Regions from separate parts of the Zea mays genome. Here region 2 is linked to region 1. Evidence: chromatin contacts called from public Hi-C data. All regions are on one chromosome and are shown on one strand. The core of a region is the stretch at or near the end of the contact, and the rest is flanking DNA. Distances in the headings are between cores, read along the strand shown. Region 1 holds the start of LOC103632861 (Outer arm dynein light chain 1 protein). Region 2 holds the start of LOC100304394 (MA3 domain-containing protein).

Region 1 (6,455 bases), core at 1,059-3,558:
CGTTTGAGAGAGGAAAAGGGTTGAAAGAGACCCGGTCTTTGTGACCACCTCAACGGGGACTAGGTTCTTTAGAACCGAACCTCGGTAAAATAAATCATCGTGTTCATCCGCATTATTTCTTGGTTGATTTGTTTTCCCCTCTCTCCCGGACTTAACATTTATTCTAACGCTAACCCCGGCTTGTAGTGTGTGCTTAAGTTTGTAAATTTCAGATTCCGCCTATCCACCCCCCTCTAGGCGACTTTCAGTTCTCCTCTTTCATTTCATCACTATCTTTCACTACTATGACATATTTAGCAATCATATTCTCATTTTTAGCTTGCCACATTTGCCTTATCTTTTCTAATAACTTGAGTATATTCCTTAAGAAAATCAGCTAGCTCATCATAAGTAGGAGAAACATACTTATTATCACTATCACTACCACAATCACTAGAAATATAATTTTCTACCTTCCGATCACCTTTAGCCTTAAGGCATAGGTGTGTAGTGGTGACAGCGATGGTGGTGGTGAAGAGAAATCCAGGGCGATGTCGACGACCTTTTCACCATCTTTTTCGCTTGAGGAATAGCCGCTTGTGGATTCAATGTTGGCGAGCCAATCACCAACGATGTATGCTTTTCCACCTTTTCTCTTGTGGAATTTCTTTTTGTTTGCCATATTTTCTATTGAAGAATTTCTTTTCTTTATTTTCATCTTCACTATCAGCATTTTTCTTGCCCTTGAACTTGTTTTCTTGGGCTTGGTAAATCGATGAGCAAGATGGCCAAGTTCTTCATAGTTATATTAATCCATTTTCGAGATTGGCTTCCTCTTGCTACTAGTGAAGAATTTCTTCTTTCTTGACTCAAACTTGATGCCTTCTCGATTTAGCTTTTTCAACATTTTTGTAGTTTTATTTACCAACAAAGCAATCTTGGCATCGTTGAAATCATCATCACTTGATATTTATTCATTTATCAGAATTTTGTCCTTGCAATTCTTCTCTTGATTTGCCTTGAGCGCTAAATCCTTCTTCTTAGAAGAAGAGCCATCTTGTCCATTGATGTGCATGTACATCTCATGAACATTGATCTTTCCAATATTTGAGTTGGCGTGGTGATGGAAATATCCATTTGATGAAGCACAGTGACAATGCGGTTGTACTTTTCGATGGGCAACCCACTAAGAATTTTCCTCACAACATCCAGTTGTGTGAGTTGTGTGAGCCCCAAGTCATTCACTTCTTCTACAAAAATAGTTAAGCGTGAGTACATGTCATTGACATTTTCATTTCGAAGCATTACAAAAGAATTTAACTTTTTCATCACAATGTGGTAATGTTCCTCACACTTGCACTTAGCCCCTTCATGTAAGGCACAAATGTCCGACCATAGAGTAAGAGCATTCTTTGTGATTTCTAACGCTATTGAAAACTTCCTTTCAAAGGCCTCTAAAAAGAGTGTTCTTAGCCTTTGCATTACATTTCTCATAGTTAATCTCACACGTAAGAGATTTGCGAGATCTCTAGGTTAGGGAGACCCTTGGGTGGCGGCCCAATAAACTCTAATATCTATGACCTCTAAGTATGCTTCCATACAAATTTTTCAATATGGAAAATTGTCACCATCAAACATGGAAGAGGTTCATTCCCATTGTACATCGTTACTCTAACGGATAAGCTAATATAGGAGGAACATGACTCTAATACCAATTGAAAGGTTTGTGATGTCCAAGATGGGGTGAATTGGGCTTTTATAAATTTCTTGCAAAAGATTAAATCCTAATCTCAAGCCCAACTTCACCCAACAAACTAGGTGGATCAAATGAAGCTAAGTACTCTAGAACAATCCAATTCCAAAATGCCAAAAAAAATTCACCGGCATGCCTATAGTAGTGATTAGTGAAGCCAACGATGGGCCAGACTGCCAGAGCTAGGAATCGGACGACGGCCTTGGCGATCCGCGCTCCAACCCAGAAAAACGCTCCAAGCCGCCAGCCACCACACTCCAAACTCGCGGCTCTTTTGCTACAGCCTACAGGCCCAACAAAACGCCAACGCGCGCACAGCCGTAACCGCGCACGCAGCTCAATGCCAGCGCCGGAAACTGCAAAACACGGCCAAACCCACGCCAGATCCAGACGGCCGCCCGTCCGTCCCGCGCGATTCCGTCCGTTTAGCTCCAACAAACCAAGTCTTTGGAGAACGAAACCGCGGATCGCAAACCGCGGTTGCTTCGTACATCTGCATCGCGTCGCCTTCCGTTCCCTCTCCAGCACCGCACCACAGCTAGCCCGCGTGTCCCCCAATCATACGTACCACCGCGGGGGCGTGTCCGCTTGCATCCTCCTCCCTCCCCCGTCCCGTCTCCACCCTCCACCTCCTCTCGCGTCCGCCCCGCCGCTCGCGGATGCGCCGGCGCGCTCCCACCCCCAAACCCTAGCCTCGATCCCGATGGGCACGCCCCGCGCGGGGTCCCCGGCGTCCCCGGTCACCGGCGACCACTACCTCGACCTGCTCGTCCGCTTCGTGGCGCGCAACGCGGGCGCGCTGCTCGACGGCACCGTCACCCTCCGCCTCCACCCCGTCGGACTCCACTACGTCGCCTCCCGCCTCGAGGCGCTCCGGGAGCTCGAGGCCGTGGGCGCCGGCGCCCCAGTCGACTACCTCCGCGCCTACGTCGCGGACCTTGGCGACCACCGAGCGCTCGAGCAGCTACGGCGGATCCTGCGCCTCCTCACCTCGCTCAAGGTCGTCGCCCCGGGGCCCCGCCGCGACCCCGCGCCGCTCTCGATCCTGCCTTTCGCGCGCCTGCGCGTGCTCGAGCTGCGGGGCTGCGACCTCTCTACCTCGGCCGCCAGGGGCCTTCTCGAGCTCCGACACACCCTCGAGAAGCTCGTCTGTTTCAATTCTACGGTGCGTTTATGCCACCCGACGTACAATTTCCTTTGGAATTCGGTGTTTGCGGCAATTCGCTGTGTGACCACAGGCCTTACTCATGAATTATGATCCTCAACTACCATGAGCTATTCTGAACTGCCAAATTGTAACTACAGTTTGCTGTTCTGGTTCATCTACAGCTAGTAACGCGCCATGGCTTTTATCCTATTTGCTTCAATACTTAGACTTTTAACCTGTTTGCTGGACGAATATGGTCACACTTTTGATTTATATTCCAAGGATGCGATCGGATTCTGTTCAGTGTTTACTCAGCATTTCGTCAGTCAATTTGATATTCGTGCTAAGATGCCTTCTAGTACTTATGTTTATTATAGTTTGAGGTCATGTTTATGGATTTTTTTTAAATAATATTTTAAGTCATCATCAACCACTCTTTACTCAACTCGAAATGAACTTGGTTTCTCTGAGTTAAATAGATTTTGGCGTCTTGCAGAGCATCTCAAGTCCTGAGCACCTGCAGGGCTTTATTTATATCAATGCTTGTGCTGCAGATACCATTTATGCAACTGCAGCAACCATCCCTGCTGCGCTTGATATATTTATTCTCACGGTCTAATTAATAAGCTTTGGCATAAAAAACCTTCATCCACGTGGCCTCCTGATGGACACAACACATTGTGATCTGTATAGCTGCATGCATCTTCTACTTTCTTTTACAAGTTATGAAGACAATTTTGGTTGACATTTACTATTCATAGAGTTCAAGAGTTCGAGATTTACAGTCTCCTTAAAAACTACTCTCTCTCAGTTTCAAATTATAAAGACGTTTTGGTTCTAGATTCATAACTTGCACCTAGATATACACTATGTTTAGATACATAATAAAAGCACTGTATCAAGAAAACTAAAACGTCTTATAATTTTTTTAATGGAGGGAGTATCAAGGGAGCAATGCTTCCTGAACAGCACATGACATCTCTTCCTCTAGCTTTTCTGTTATTCCCTGTTCCATGTGGCTTGGACAAGTCTCAGATATCAGCCATTGTACATTGTGTTGTAATGTTCTTTGTTGGCTGATGTAATATGCAACAAAATTGAGCATGCATGTGGAAAACTCTAGTATTTGGTTGCAGCTTTGGTGTCTGTAACTTGATTGGATTGTGGTATATTGTCAAATGTTCAGCAAGCACCAAACAATTCGTCTAGCAAGAGTAGTAGCATACTAGCATTAATCATCTCTTCCTCAAGTAGTTATTTGGATCCAGCTTTCATTTCTAAGCACTTCCATGTCATGTGAATATTTTGGCCAAACTCGCATTAGTTGACTTTCATGCTACCGCAGGATGCTCTTAGGCATGTCTTTGCGAGTAGAATCATGGATATCAAGGACTCCCCTGTATGGAGCAAACTTTCATATGTCTCATGTGCATCTAATGGTGTAGTACTCATGGACGAGTCGTTGCAATTGTTACCTGCAACTGAAACCTTGGACCTTAGTCGCAACAAGTTTGCAAAGGTGGACAATCTGCAGAAATGTACAAAGTTGCGAAATCTGGATCTCGGATTTAATCATTTGCGTTCGATTTCATCCTTGAGTGAGGTAAGCATTTCTTTTATAATCCTGAACATTGCGCTGCAGACTAGCTTATTGCGATTACACTCATTAGTGGTATCTACAGTTACATGTGCTTTCTTGCAGGTTTCCAGTCGAATCGTAAAACTTGTTGTGAGAAATAATGCTTTAACTACAGTAAACGGGATTGAAAATCTCAAGTCACTCATGGGGCTTGATCTCTCTTACAATATCATCTCAATTTTCTCAGAATTGGAAATCCTCGGCACTCTACCTCTGTTGCAAAACCTCTGGTTGGAAGGCAACCCAATCTGCTGTGCCCGGTGGTATCGAGCACATGTGTTCAGTTTTTTTCGTAATCCAGAGAATGTAAGTATTTGACTTCAAATATTGGACTCTTTTTGTTTCTTAAATTTCCCCCGTCATAATAGTTTGTTCCTGCCTTTTCTGGTTCAGTTGAAGCTAGATGATAAAGGTATGAACACACAAGAATACTGGGAAAAGCAAGTATTGTTTGCATGCAGGCAAAATCAACCTGCTGGTTATGGATTTTATTTTCCTGCAATTGATGATCATGAAGATGAAGACATATTGAATTTGAAGATGGTATGTACCTGTTGTTCCATTATGCCAGTTGCACTAAATTCGTCATTGCATGTAGCACCATATATCAAGATTCCTTGGTTGGAACTTTTTTCTGTTACTATTCTCCTTAAGCATAGATGATTTGACAATATTGTGGTGAAGCAATCATGCATGTGTTTTGTTCCATTTGCACTCTTTTTTAGTTTTCACATGCAACAAAGAAGGTAATACTTTCATGAATTTGGTCTCTAGCTGGTTCATCCCAGACGGTAGATGTGATCTTTATTTTTAGAAGTGCAAGATATGCCTTACATCCTTTGCAAAAATGATACAGTAAACTAGCCTTGCACGACTACTTTAGCAATCAAATGATATCGGTTCTCTTTCATTTACTGTAGAGAAAATTTTCCCGACTTGTGAGCATAGTGGAGGAAGAGAGAAATCTCTGTGATGGTGTAGAGCAGCAGTCCACCCACTGTGATAGTGACAGTTCCAAGAAGGATGAAACTGCAGCTGTTGATCATGACCTAATAATTGCTTCGTTGATAAACACCGCCGAAATGCTGAAGAAAGAAAAGTCAAGTAATTGGCTTTGTGAATTTAAGGAGTGGATGGATGACAATACAGAGAAAACAGAAGGCGACAACCTATCTGTTGGCTTAACTAATGGCAATGGGAAGTATATCAAACAAAAGAAAAGGCAGAAAGCACACAAGGAGACTTCAAATAACATGTCGGATTTGGTACAAGTTTCAGAAGGTGGTAGTAGCTCAAACCTTTTGGAATCAGATTCATCTTTCACAGATAATGCATTTTCTGGTTCAAATGGAGTCATCAAACAATCCTCAAATGAACTTAATTTTGACCAAGATCATCTAAAAATGCACTTGAATTCTTTTCAACGACCTCCTCCTCTAGAGTTAGTAGCCACTTCACAAACTGACCCCTTTTCTGAGTTGGAAAATGGCTCTAGAAATATGCTGGCAAATGGGACACCATCCAATACAATGAGCAAGTTAATAGAATCAAGTCCACCCCATACATATTCAAGTCCACAGTCACCTCCACAATACAAGGAGGACATTCTACATCGAAGACTTTTTATGGAGGAAGAATTTTTGCAGATTTCAGGACATCTTCATTCTATTGGTTCACTTGGTAGTGGTAGCAGCTGCAGCGATGGTTCTTCGAGTGATTTTGGTTCATGCAATTCTGAAGATGATTATGAAGAAATTCAGACAAAGATGGAGTTGTCTCTTAATGGCCAGATGGTTTTATTTCCTTCTGTAAATGGTGATGATCATGAGGCGAATAATAACTTAGAGCATTTTTCAGGGGAGAATACTTTGTCTGACCATCCAGAAGAAGGTGAGCCGAGTTGTTCAGATCACAGAGAGTTTGATATTGAGGAGTTC
Region 2 (6,455 bases), core at 1,174-3,673, 130 kb before region 1:
GATGAATCGGACGATGAGTTGATTTTGCAATCTGGTTTCTTTGTAGTACCTTTGTGTTTCAATTTGTTATTACATTGTATTGTACTCTTCATGTTTCTAACCAGAAAAAATTGCGCAAAAGTTTTCCTTGTTTTATTAACAACCACAATTATAATAACCACATCAAATATGATATCAGCATATATCACTAAATAGCACATCAAACAATTAGATAATATCACATAGAGTCCATATCACACACAGTAACATGCAAGAAGTTGCGGCGATCGTTAACGCCCGCCATCAACGAAGGTATGTTGGTTTTCCTCTTAGATTAGTCTAGGACTTCACATCATTGAGGGTCTTGGGTTGTCTTTCTAGGGACTTAGACAAGATCATGAGTATGTGTGTATATATATACTATTCATCACCTAGGGTAGACTGTCCTGGCGCGTGCTCGCCCGTGCCGATCGTGCACGCCCCACGCTACTTCACGTCGGTGCGGCTTCGGCTCGCCCGGCTCGCGCCCGCACGGCTCCGTGTCCCCGTGCGGCTCATTTCGTAGCACATTAAGTCATTCCAATCAACACTAAGTCATTCTAGTAAATATTAAGTCATTTTTTCGAGAAATATTAAGTTATTTTAGAATTTTAGGTAACATTAAATCATCCCGGAGTTCAAACATTAAGTCATTCTAGTAAACATCTAGGCAACATTAAGTCATTTTTAGTTTTGAGGCATTTTTCATGTTTTCTCAAAAAAAATTGTTTTAAAGTCAGTCATTTTTGTTTTTCAGATAAACATCAAGTCATTTTTCAGGGAAACATTAAGTCATTTTTTGTTTCACTCATTCTCCCTGTGTTTATCAGATATTATTGGTTTTTCAGAGTCTAGACAACATTAAATCATTCTTTATTTTTCAGTCATTTTTTATGATCGAGTTTAGACAACATTAAACCATTCTTTGTTTTTCATTCATTTTTCATATTGTTCGGCTCGGTCGGTCGAGCGGGGTGGGTGGCCCGGTCAGCAAGCTAGGCGGGCGCATGGGAGCCACGCGGGGGGCGCAGCCACACGCGCGCATCGAGTGGCGGGGCGCGCGCCGAGTGTCCAGGTGATGGATCTAACGGGTCCACCACCTTGGGTGATGAATAGATCTATATATGTGTGTGTGTTTAGTCTATCAATATAAAGAGTTATATAGGATTGGTAATCTAGAAATGGAAAGAATGTTTTAAGTCTTAAGTCTACAACCATTTCTAGGGAAGACCTATATAGACATGAGGGTCCATCTTCCTGCTTATTTATATTGTAAGTAGTATTCTAGATTTTTATTACTGAGATCACTTGGTCAACCTAACATAGATGTCTCTATTGTGATATTTTGGTGCCCATCTTAGTAAGAGGATGTTTGGTTTCTAAGGACTAATTTTTAGTCCCTACATTTTATTCCACTTTAGTTACAAAATTATCAAATATAGAAACTAAAACTCTATTTTAGTTTCTATATTTGCCAATTTATATACTAAAATGGAACAAAATGAAGGGACTAAACATTAGTCCCTAGAAACCAAACACCCCCTAAGGGCTTGTTTGGGACCAAGTGAAACAAAGAGAATTGAGGGGGCTATAATCCCTTGTTATTCAAAATTGAATAGCAAGGGATTATAGTCCCCTCAATTCTTTTTGTTCCACCTACTCCAAACAAGCCCTAAGTGTGCCTGGGTCCGCCATGGCCAATCCGACACTTTGTCCCACTCCCATACGACGTCTCTCTACAGTAACACTATTTTCATGCAGAAATGCTTCGCTCATTTCCATTCCCCGCTTTCATGCGATCCTGCCTGCTGCCGTGCACATCACTGTTGTTGTCTGCAACTCGATACTGAAAAAGATATCCCAATTCCGAAGAACCAAACGGCCCATAAAGATTCGGCTTACTAAAGAGGCCACTTTTCTGGAGGGCCGGCCCGTAACGATTTGGCTTGGGCGCTGCGCTTGGCACAAGAAGACTGATCAGGAAGCTATCCGCGCTCCACGCAAATCTCCCCACGTACGCGGCATGCATGCACTTTCTCCTACTCATCGCATCTAAAACTCTGGACGGTCGGCTTGGGTTCTGAAGTTTTCTATGTTTAGGGTTTATATATAGGACTAAAAAATATTCACCTGTTGCCCGGGTCTCCCGGGCCAGGACCCGGTCCATCGTGCTGCAGTTACCTAGCGCCATATGCGCATGGTCTACGTCCACTAATTCTCGGTACACCGCGAAGCCTGTGCGCCGCATCTCCCACATCCGTGGTCGCCATGCAGTGACACGGTCCATAGATGACGTGGCGCGTCTAGACCTCTTACAGCCCTCCTACGCTGACTGCGAGCGAGGCTCAAGCACATAAAAACCATTCGCTCTGCGGGCGTTGGCTCCTCACAGCTCTCTCTCAATCGCTCCCTGAGTTAGAGCTGTCGCAACGAAGAGAAATAACTCACACAAAAAACACAAGGGAGCCTCCCGATCATCTCGGTGGCGATCTCGAATAAGATCCGGTGCTGCTCCATGATTTGAATCTCTCGGACTGATCATGACAGGAATGCCCCCTGCAGTCTGCAGCTGATTGCAGGGGACGTCTGCTGCCTACAGCTCTCGGTCTCGGATGCCATAGAAGAGTTGGTCCCCATGGACTGCGGACACCACGGCGTTGTTCCACGGCCTGAACACCAGGCGCCGCCCAATTGCTGCGCCACCGAGGTAACTACAAGCCTGTGTCGTTTGGCCTCGATTTCCTCTGCGTTTTTTACGATCTCCCCAAGGAAATAACAGGTCCCGCAGAGCCCGACGCTCTCTTCCGAAGAATTCCTCCAGTTCAAGAGGAAGGCCACCACGATCGTGGAGGAGTACTTCTCCACGGACGACGTCGCCGCGACGGCGAACGAGCTGCGGGAGCTCCGCGTGCCGTGCTACCACTTCTACTTCGTCAAGAAGCTGGTCTCCGTGGCAATGGACCGCCACGACAGGGAGAAGGAGAAGGCGGCGGTCCTGCTGTCCTCGCTCTACGGCGACGTCGTCGACCGCCCGCAGCTCTGCAAGGCCTTCTGCAAGCTCACCGAGTCCTGCGACGACCTGTCCGTCGACACGCCCGACGCCGTCGACATCCTCGCCGTGTTCGTCGCCCGCGCCGTCGTCGACGACATGCTGCCGCCGGCGTTCCTGGCCACGCAGAGCGCGCGCCTGCCCCACGGGTGCAAGGGCGCCAAGGTCCTCCGCAGGGCGGAGAAGAGCTACCTGTCCGTGCCGCACCACGGCGAGATCGTCCTGCAGAGGTGGGGCGGCAGCAAGCGGATCACGGTGGAGGAGGCCAAGGCCAAGATATCCGACATCCTGGAGGAGTACCTCGCCGGCGGCGATAGGAGCGAGGCCCTGCGGTGCGTCAGGGACCTCAAGATCCCCTTCTTCCACCACGACGTCGTCAAGCGCGCGCTCGTCCTCGCCGTGGAGCGCGGCCGTGCGGCCGAGGGCCTCATCCTGGACCTCCTCAAGTCGGCGTCGGAGGAAGGCGTTATCAACGAGAGCCAGATCACTAAAGGGTTTGACCGTCTGATCGACTCTCTAGACGATCTGGCGCTCGACGTGCCGAACGCGAGGTGCCTTCTGAAATCGGTGATCCATAAGGCTTCGTCGGAGGGCTGGCTGTCCGAGTCGTGCCTCAAACCGTTGCCACCGGAGCCGAAGAAGGGTAGCGAGGTCGACGACGCCACGGTGCGGCAGTTCAAGGAGAAGGCCGTTTTGATCATAAAGGAGTACTTCTTGACCGGCGACATCATCGAGGTCATGAGCTGGTTGGAAGCAGAGAACTACTCGTGTTGTCCCTCCTTCAATGCCATCTTCGTGCAGAAGCTGGTGAACGCCGCGATGGACCGGAAGAGCCGCGAGAAGGAAATGGCGTCGGTGCTGCTCTCCTCGCTCTGCATGCCGCCAGAGGACGTCGTGGCAGGGTTCCACCTCCTCATCGACGCCGCCGAGGACGCCGCGCTGGACAACCCGGCCATAGTCGAGGACCTGACCATGTTCTTTGCTAGGTCCGTGGTTGACGAGGTGATCGCACCGTCGGACCTGGAGGCATTGGAGGAGGACGCCGGCCGCGTCAAGGCGGATGGCTCCGCCGGCATGCTGGCGCTTCGGAACGCCCATGCGCTGCTCGGCGCGAAGCTCTCCGCGGAGCGGATCTTGCGGTGCTGGGGCGGCGGCGGCAGCGGCAAGGCAGGCTGGGAGCTGGACGAGGTGAAGGACAAGATCGGCAAGCTGCTGCAGGAGTACGACTGCGGCGGCGACATCCGGGAGGCGTGCCGATGCATCAAGGATCTTGCCATGCCCTTCTTCCACCACGAGGTGGTGAAGAAGGCGCTGGTGGCTATCATCGAGAAGCGAGGCAGGGACGAGCGGCTCTGGGGCCTCCTCAGCGAGTGCTACGGTCGCGGTCTGATCACGCCGAACCAGATGACCAAGGGCTTCGACAGGATGGCCGACTGCGTCGACGACCTCGCACTCGACGTGCCTGACGCCGCGAAGCAGCTCGGCTGCTGCATCGAGCGCGCCAAGAAGGATGGATGGCTTGACCCGTCCTTCTCGATGACGACGCCAGGGCTGCCTGTTGCAAATGGCGTTTGTTCGTGAGCAATCGGTCACATTCAGGGTGCAGCACCGCAATTCCATTTCCTGGGGAGTTCGTCTGCAACTTTTAGTACTTTTACACATCACACTATATATACTTGTACTATGAATCAACAGGGGCAAGAGAGAGGGAATATACAAATATAATCGCCACAACCCACGACAATTTTGGTATAGAATTGGAAGCAGATCTTCCATCTTAGTTTGTATGGCATTTAGCGGAGAGGACTTGTGAATTGGAGAGTTTATGTTTCCCAACCCTTTTCTGTTACGCTGTTGTTATGATTTGCTTTGACAAATTTACTTGTTCGGAAAAAAATGCCATGTTTCTCCTTGTTAACATGTCGCATGACCATAATCTTTTGTTTAAATTTTTAAATATAGAGTTCCATGGCAAATGGCAAAGTCGAAACTAGTGACTCCAATATATTAGAAGAACAATAAATTTGGTGTATCGATGGTTGTATTATATTGAGTCCTTATATAGTCTAATACATAGGTGCCGTTTGGTTCGCGAAATGTAACGTAAATGGTAATGGTAACGATTCACACTCGAATACCGGTGGTAACAAATTTGAATAGGGCGGTATCCATTTGTAGTATCGTATCGATAACACTTGAACTTAAACAAACACGATTTAACGTTATCGGTTACCCATTACGTTACCAATATGTGAACCAACCGAACAATAAAATTGGTGTATCGATGATTGTATTATATTGAGTCCTTAGTTTAATACATCTATCTATACTATAATTAAAGCACCAGTTTCAACGGTCGTCATGCGTCATTTTTTTTACAAATAACCGCTATAGCTGTATCAGGCCAGCCCGGTAACGACGCCCGACACGGGCTAGATGCACGCGGGCCACAACTATAGCACATGCACGTCATACCGGCCTGCTAACTGTGTCGGGCCAAGCCCGTTATCCCGTCGATCTATTTAATTAAATCAGCGTAAAATATTAAAAAACAGTGCAGAAGGTGGGGTTCGAACCCATGCACTGATGGAAGAAGGGTGGGAGACACTGGGTGAAGATATTTTTAATATTGAATATAAATTATATATAGGTATATATGTTTTTTTGTAAAATAAAAAATAATCGTGTCGGGCCGGACCAGTACTATGGGCCGAGGCTACAGCCCAGTACGACACGACCTTCTTGGCTCTTACAAGCATTATGTCGTTTATGAGACCACATTGACGCAATGGACTACATGGTATTTGAGGTTGCTGAATTGGATTGAGCAGCAATGCTTTGTCACACTAACAACAAAATGAAAGGTTATTTTTTGTTTTAAACGTTAGTAATTGCTACGAAGTAGCATAATTTATATGGAGCGCATCCAGTTTTTATTGATGCCTGACTTTAGCAATCACTTCATATTTTGATCTATTTTTTTATAAGTTTGACTTCATGGGACTTTTTTAGAAAGTTGATCTCACAAACTTTCTCTTATTTGGTCTCTTTATGATAGAATTATGTCATTTTATAATCTCTGTTAATTCAGTCAATCGTTGTGAACTCTCTTCTAATCGCTCACTTCATTGGTCGTGTTGTACCAAGACATATTTGTATGGAGTAAACAGTAACATTAGTTAGCCAAATCAAAAAATATATTTTACAGATAGCAGAGACAGTCAATAAAAATCTTAAATTTTTTTATGAATAGTTTACGTGGGTATTGTTGTAAGCCGTCGCAACGCACGAGCAACCGACTAGTACTACTCTATAAGACACTACTGTAGACGTCCACACCGTGCACCACGGTTCTGCCCCGCGCCTGCGCTCCCCTCGTGCCCTTGCT

What was found. Hi-C and Micro-C count contacts between places; a contact is called where the count stands out from the background.
Region 2: a contact with region 1 is called in a Hi-C map of leaf, with 4 times the contacts expected there. The contact joins the promoter of LOC100304394 here to the promoter of LOC103632861 in region 1. A contact is called at or near these places in 12 of 25 Hi-C or Micro-C datasets (bundle sheath, ear, endosperm and 3 more).

Annotation. Positions count from the first base shown.
Region 1 is chr1:27,588,282-27,594,736 of Zm-B73-REFERENCE-NAM-5.0, reverse strand. LOC103632861 (Outer arm dynein light chain 1 protein) reads left to right here and starts at 2,308. Exons shown (of 11, transcript NM_001352077.1): 1 at 2,308-2,897; 2 at 4,225-4,482; 3 at 4,582-4,824; 4 at 4,912-5,061; 5 at 5,439-6,455. The coding sequence starts at 2,436.
Region 2 is chr1:27,718,017-27,724,471 of Zm-B73-REFERENCE-NAM-5.0, reverse strand. LOC100304394 (MA3 domain-containing protein) reads left to right here and starts at 2,423. Exons shown (of 2, transcript NM_001165830.1): 1 at 2,423-2,725; 2 at 2,798-4,799. The coding sequence starts at 2,654. The coding sequence ends at 4,648.